Regions from separate parts of the Pan troglodytes genome. Here region 1 is linked to region 2. Evidence: chromatin contacts called from public Hi-C data. All regions are on one chromosome and are shown on one strand. Each heading gives the region's core, a stretch centred on a gene start, on an enhancer-like site or on the middle of the called end of the contact. The rest is flanking DNA. Distances are from core to core; before and after follow the strand shown.

What was found. Hi-C and Micro-C count contacts between places; a contact is called where the count stands out from the background.
Region 1: a Hi-C map of induced pluripotent stem cells shows a contact between it and region 2, with 1.9 times the contacts expected there. The contact joins two enhancer-like sites. A contact is called at or near these places in 2 of 7 Hi-C or Micro-C datasets (induced pluripotent stem cells and stem cell-derived neural progenitor cells).

The regions. Positions count from the first base shown.
Region 1 is chr2:197,451,403-197,454,102 of NHGRI_mPanTro3-v2.0_pri, reverse strand. No RefSeq gene overlaps it. Among named protein-coding and RNA genes, the nearest start is that of CPN2, 85 kb to the left of the region's middle. Within about 2 kb of position 1,397, at least 13 of the 24 cell types and tissues checked have an H3K27ac peak or open chromatin away from gene starts, as enhancers often do. A contact at or near this core is called in induced pluripotent stem cells and stem cell-derived neural progenitor cells, where this site is marked.
Region 2 is chr2:196,966,493-196,969,192 of NHGRI_mPanTro3-v2.0_pri, reverse strand. No RefSeq gene overlaps it. Among named protein-coding and RNA genes, the nearest start is that of ATP13A4, 200 kb to the right of the region's middle. Within about 2 kb of position 1,387, at least 6 of the 24 cell types and tissues checked have an H3K27ac peak or open chromatin away from gene starts, as enhancers often do. A contact at or near this core is called in induced pluripotent stem cells and stem cell-derived neural progenitor cells, where this site is marked.

The DNA of each region.
Region 1 (2,700 bases), core at 148-2,647, 480 kb before region 2:
TACAAAAAATTAGCCGGGCATGGTGGCGGGTGCCTGTAATCCTAGCTACTCAGGAGGCTGAGGCAGGAGAATCATTTGAACTTGGGAGGGGGATGTTGCAGTGAGCCAAGATCACACCATCGCACTCCAGCCTGGGAGAAAAAGTGAGACTCCATCTCAAAAAAAAAAAAAAAAAAAAAATAGGGAGAAGTTCTCGTGGGAGTATCATGGCCTGCGTGTTCTCACAGCTGCCTGACACCACAAGACTGAGCAACTAGGAAGGGGCACAGCGGAGGTTACTGCCCCACGGCGCAGCTGAAGAAACAGGCTCAGGGGATGAAATGACTCACCATGGTCCCACGGGTGGATGGCAGCACTGCCCAGGAACTGGAACCCAATGCTGTTTTGAGGCCAAATCAGTGCTTTTCCCATGCCCTTGAGCGGCTCAGCCTCGTTGAGGGGGAAAGGATGAGACATGCTCAGGGTGCACCCACCAAACGATGCCTCTGTGTGTGCACAGGCTGGCACGGCTCAGAGCTCAGCCTGCATGCCCACTCCCCTTGATGCTGTACTGTTTAGTTTATGAAGCCACAGGCGAGGGAGAGAGAGCAGCGTGATGGCCCCTCCTGCTGCAGCTCTCTGGCCTGGATACCAGGGATGGGGTGTGCCCACCCAGCCTGGGCCTGGAGGGGGCTGAGCCAGGGCGGCGGGTGACTGCTCGGCCATACTCCTCAGTGCCCGGAAGCCTGAGGGCACGAGGACTGGCTGTCTTCCCAGAAAACACAGATCACTGTCTGCCTGTTCTGTCCTGGAGCTCAGGCCCAGCTCTGTCCCATGACAGGATCCAGGCGGCGGGTGGCGGGTGGCAGGCCCTCCCCTCTATCCCAGGGAAGAGAGCAGGCTCCAAGGCCTGGGAGAGCCTCCAGGCCAGGGTCTCCAAGCCAGGCCTCTGGGGCCTGTCCCCAGGACCTGGGGCTCCCTGGGGGCTGCTTGTGGCTGCATTCAGTGCAGGAGGCCAGCCTCTGGAGAGCTCAAAGGAAGGACTTTGTTTTCAGGGAAGAAGACAGGGCAAGGGTCACCTCCCCCTCCTTAATGAGTGACTGGCTCCAAAATGGCTTCTCTCCAATTGGTCTTTGCCAGGGCAGGGGTGACAGAGTCTGCTCTCAAGGGGGCAGCCTGAAGACCTCTGCAGGTTCTGTTGACAGGGCAGGAGCCGTGCCTCGCCACCCCCACCCAAGCATCTGAGCTGCCCCGGGCCTCTGCACAGCTTGACTCTGATGGAGGTAGCTCCAGGATGAGACTTGCTGAACCCCGGATCCGGCCACAAAGCGCAGAGCGCCTTTTCCTCCTGTAGAGCAGCGGGGTCAGGCCTGCGGTTGGAAGGGAAGGCTGATCCTGAGGTGGGTGGAGCTTGAAGAAGCAGGATGATCCGGCAGGAAAGGAGCGAGCCAGTCAACACGCTTTTAATCAGGCACCCTGGGGCACTAGGCTCTAGCTACCCAGGGCAAAGAAATGAAGCAGTCCTCTTGTCAAGGTGGTGTCAGGCTTGTGTGAGGGGGGGAGGCGGAAAGGGGTGGGCAATGGGTGAGAAGGTGGCCATTTCTTCCTCTATGCCAGTTTTCAAAGTGGTGCCCTGGGCACGGCACGGTGGCTCACACCTGTAATCCCAGCACTTTGGGAGGCCGAGGTGGGTGGATCATCTGATGTCAGGAGCTCGACACCACCCTGGCCAACATAGTGAAACCCCGCCTCACTAAAAATACCAAAAAAAAAAAAAAAAGAGCCGGCCGTGGTGGCGGGCGCCTGTAATCCCAGCTACTCGGGAGTCTGAGGCAGGAGAATCGCTTGAACCCCGGAGGTGGAGCTTGCAGTGAGCCGAGATGGCACCATTGCACTCCAGCCTGGGCCACAAGAGTGAAGCTCCATCTCAACAAAACAAAACAAAAAACAAAAACAAAGTGGTGCCCCGGAAGAAACCTACAAGAAGTCAAATGAAAGGCCCTGCTTCCAGTCCCAGCCCTGCCACAGCCTCACGGCCAGAGACGGACTCAGTGCTCTTATCTGTGAAATGGGTGTTAGAACCGTGTCTCCTGAAAAGCCACCAAGTGTCTGGGGGATCTGGATGTGGGAGGGCTTTTTCGGCTGTGGGGGGCTTCATGGTGAGATGGAGCTGAGATCCTCTAGCAGGCCTGGTGGAGGCGCTCTGTCCTGGTGCCGGGAAGAGCTTCCTTGCCCACTAGGAGGAGCAGTCGGCACTGCCAGGGATGGATTCTCCGCGTGGCTGGATGGGAGGGCAAAGTCGGCTCGTGCTCCCCCTCTTCCCGCCCTCCCCCATCCCAGCAAGACCTTCTTCGTCCCCCGGTGCTGGCGGAATTTCAGAGGGCCTGGCTGCCAGGAAGGGTGGGGCTGCCAGACACGGCCGAGCCGCAGGGTGACCCGGCCAGTCCCGGAAACTCTCCAAACCTTGGACCTCAGCCGCACATCCGGCAATGCTGAGGGGTGGTGGCAGGGCCCGCCGGGGGACTGAGGGCGTGCGGGATACCTCTAAGGTCAGGTCACTGGAGATTTCCAATATGAGAAAGGAAGGGCTGCGTTTTATCCTATGTGAGGATCAGAAGGCTTCTCAGGGTTGATGGAAGTAGGGGGGCGGCCTTCCCAAATGCTTTCCTACTCCCAGGTGCTACCATAGGACTGAACGTGTGTCCTAGACTCATTAATTCA
Region 2 (2,700 bases), core at 138-2,637:
ATCACCAATTAACCACAAGTCCCAGGACAGATTTTCGAAAGGTGCTCAGAGTTATTGGGCCTACCCAATAAAAAATTATAGTAATCATGACCTGATTTAATTTTTTAACACTGTTTTACACTACTCTCATGGGATATTCAGGCCAAATGCAACCTCAAAGGGAGGAGTTGGGAGTGGTGGTGTGATGGTGTTGAAAACACTCTAGTCTGGGAAACAGAAGATGTGGGCTCTCTCCTAAGCTCTGCAACCAATTTGGTATGTAGACTTGTCAGAATGATGACCCTTTCCTTCCCCTTCTAGCCTCCTGTAAATCACAGTGGAACTAGGTGCTCCCTCAGGTTAGAGAACGTGTCCGGTTTTTCCATCTGCCTTTGCAATGCTTTGGCTGTTTCCCACTGACTTCTAACAAAAGGCCCTCTGGGTCTACTTAAACACTGGCCAACTAACAGAAGCACATTGTTGGCCAAAGCAAGGTTGACTGGTGACAACTGTGAAATGGGAGCTCTGAGAAAGAGAGGGCTCCATCAACTCATGAGCCAGGGTCTGCCCTTCCGTTTTGATGTTACAGTCACTGGAGATCATTGAACAGGTTAATCAAAGCCAGTGGTCCTGGGTTGGAGTTCCTTGCTCTGCCATTTTGTCTTTTGGTGCCTCAGGGCTCCCACAGATAAACTGAGGCAACACCTTTCAGCCAGGCTCCTGGACTGCATATTTGCTAAGCTGGCCACAAACACTGCTTGGCCTTCCTCGGAACCCAGTGGTGGGAAGCAGCCCTCTGCAGTGCAAGGAAGAAAACCAGGGATGTCCCCCACCCTCTGCCACCCACTGCCCAGTGCAAATACAGTGCCCATCCCTCAGCAGCAAGTAATTAAATGTTCCCGGGGTGGCCTGTAAATTCTTCACTTCTCTCTTTGGGAGGTAGAAAGGAAAGGAATTCCTACTGAATATTTCTCTATTTTTCTATCTGTGGGTGAATGTGGGTTGAGAGACTGTGTATGTGTAAGCATGGCCCCTCAACCCTGTGCCTTACACAACTAGGTATTTACACACCAGATGATCCCTGCAGGGAAAGGCAAGTCCCCAGCTGCTGTGGAATTTTAAGAGATCTTTCTGGAATGCCCTTATGGGATGTCTGGTTCTAATTGCCTCCATCAGCCAGAGCTGGCGAGCTGGCAGGAGCAATGAGAGGTGAAATTGAACAGATTCCAGTTCACATCAGACCCCCAGCCCTGCCAGAGTCCCCCCAGGGCCAGAAAAGAGAACAAACGTGGCCAAGACGGTGGGTGTGGTGTGGTGGAAAGAACACTCTGCTGGAAGTTGGAAGGCCCAGCCTGCGGCCCAGCCCTGCTGCTAACGCCCTGCCTCTCTTTGGATCCCTCACTTTCCTTCTCGGGCCTCCAGTTTCTCATCTGCTGAATGAATAGTGAGGACTGGCGGATCTCCAAGGCCCCTTTCTAGTCTAAGATTCAGTGACAGAAATGTCAAGCTCTCATTGCGGAGGGGAGACATTTTCTTCTGAACTTTAAAATCAGGTGCTCTGCATTTTAGATCTTTAAGAAGAATGGGGAAGGGGCGATTTCATTTCTACCCATTATAACCGACCCTTGTCCCAGCCCCAGCCCCATTCCTTCTTCTTGCTGGCTGGGGTGGCTGGAGGTCTGAGCGCTGACCCCGCCACAGAGGCAACAAGATCCCATAGTTCCTTAGTGCCCCCTATAGGCCCCAAAAGCAGTCACACTGAAACGGGAGTGTCCGTGAAGCCACCTTCTCCCCAGCAACACAGGGCTTCTTCTGCTGCAGAGCCTCAGAGTTTAGAGGCAGGTGACACAAATGGGCCCCTAATTTGTGATGAATTTCTTCTCTTTTGAGCCTGTTGTTGTTTTAAGGCTCAGACTAAAACCATTTAACCAATAGCCCCAGCAGGCTGGGATTTGAACACCTCACAGAGGGTCACCAAATAGCAAATACTTCTAGTCCTGCACTTGCCCCCCCCAGCCCCTGCCAGGCCCCTCGCCCCACTAACCCCTGCCACTGATGCTTGCACATCTCCAGTGACTGGGAGCTCTTTTCTCTCCAAGTCCATCTGGATCAGTTAGGAATTCTGTTTAGCTGGTAGTAAGAGTCCTAATCGGAGTGACTTTGCCAAATTGAGAGTTTATTTGCCCATCTAAAAGACATCTGTAGATAGGCTGCAGCCTACAAAATGATCAGTCATTACCAGAGCACGAGCCTCGCATCAGCCCTGTAACCTCATGGGCTACTGCAGAGTCCTCCGCAGAGGAATACGGGGAACGCCAAAGGCCAACACAGCGCTCTGCCCACCAAGTCGGGCCCCTTGAAGATCCACGTCATGACTTGTGCTTGCGTCTCGTTGGCCATCCTTGCTGCAAGCAGGGCTGGAAATGTAGCCCCATCACCACTCCAAATAAAACTGGAATCCGATACTAAGGAAGAAAGGGGGAATGGACACTGGTCAGCAAGGAACAGGCTCTGCCACACCGCCCGTGTGCCTTGAGAGAAGTACCGAATGGGGTGGCAGCTGTGTAGTTGCCTCTTCCGGATGCTAACCTCCCTCTGTCTGCAGAGCTTGTGCGCTGCCTCACCTGGGTGTGCTCACCTCATCCAAGAGAACTCCTTGCCTCCTCACGCAGGACCAGAGCCTTGCCAAGTTGGTTGGGAGAGATAGTATCTGCCAGATCA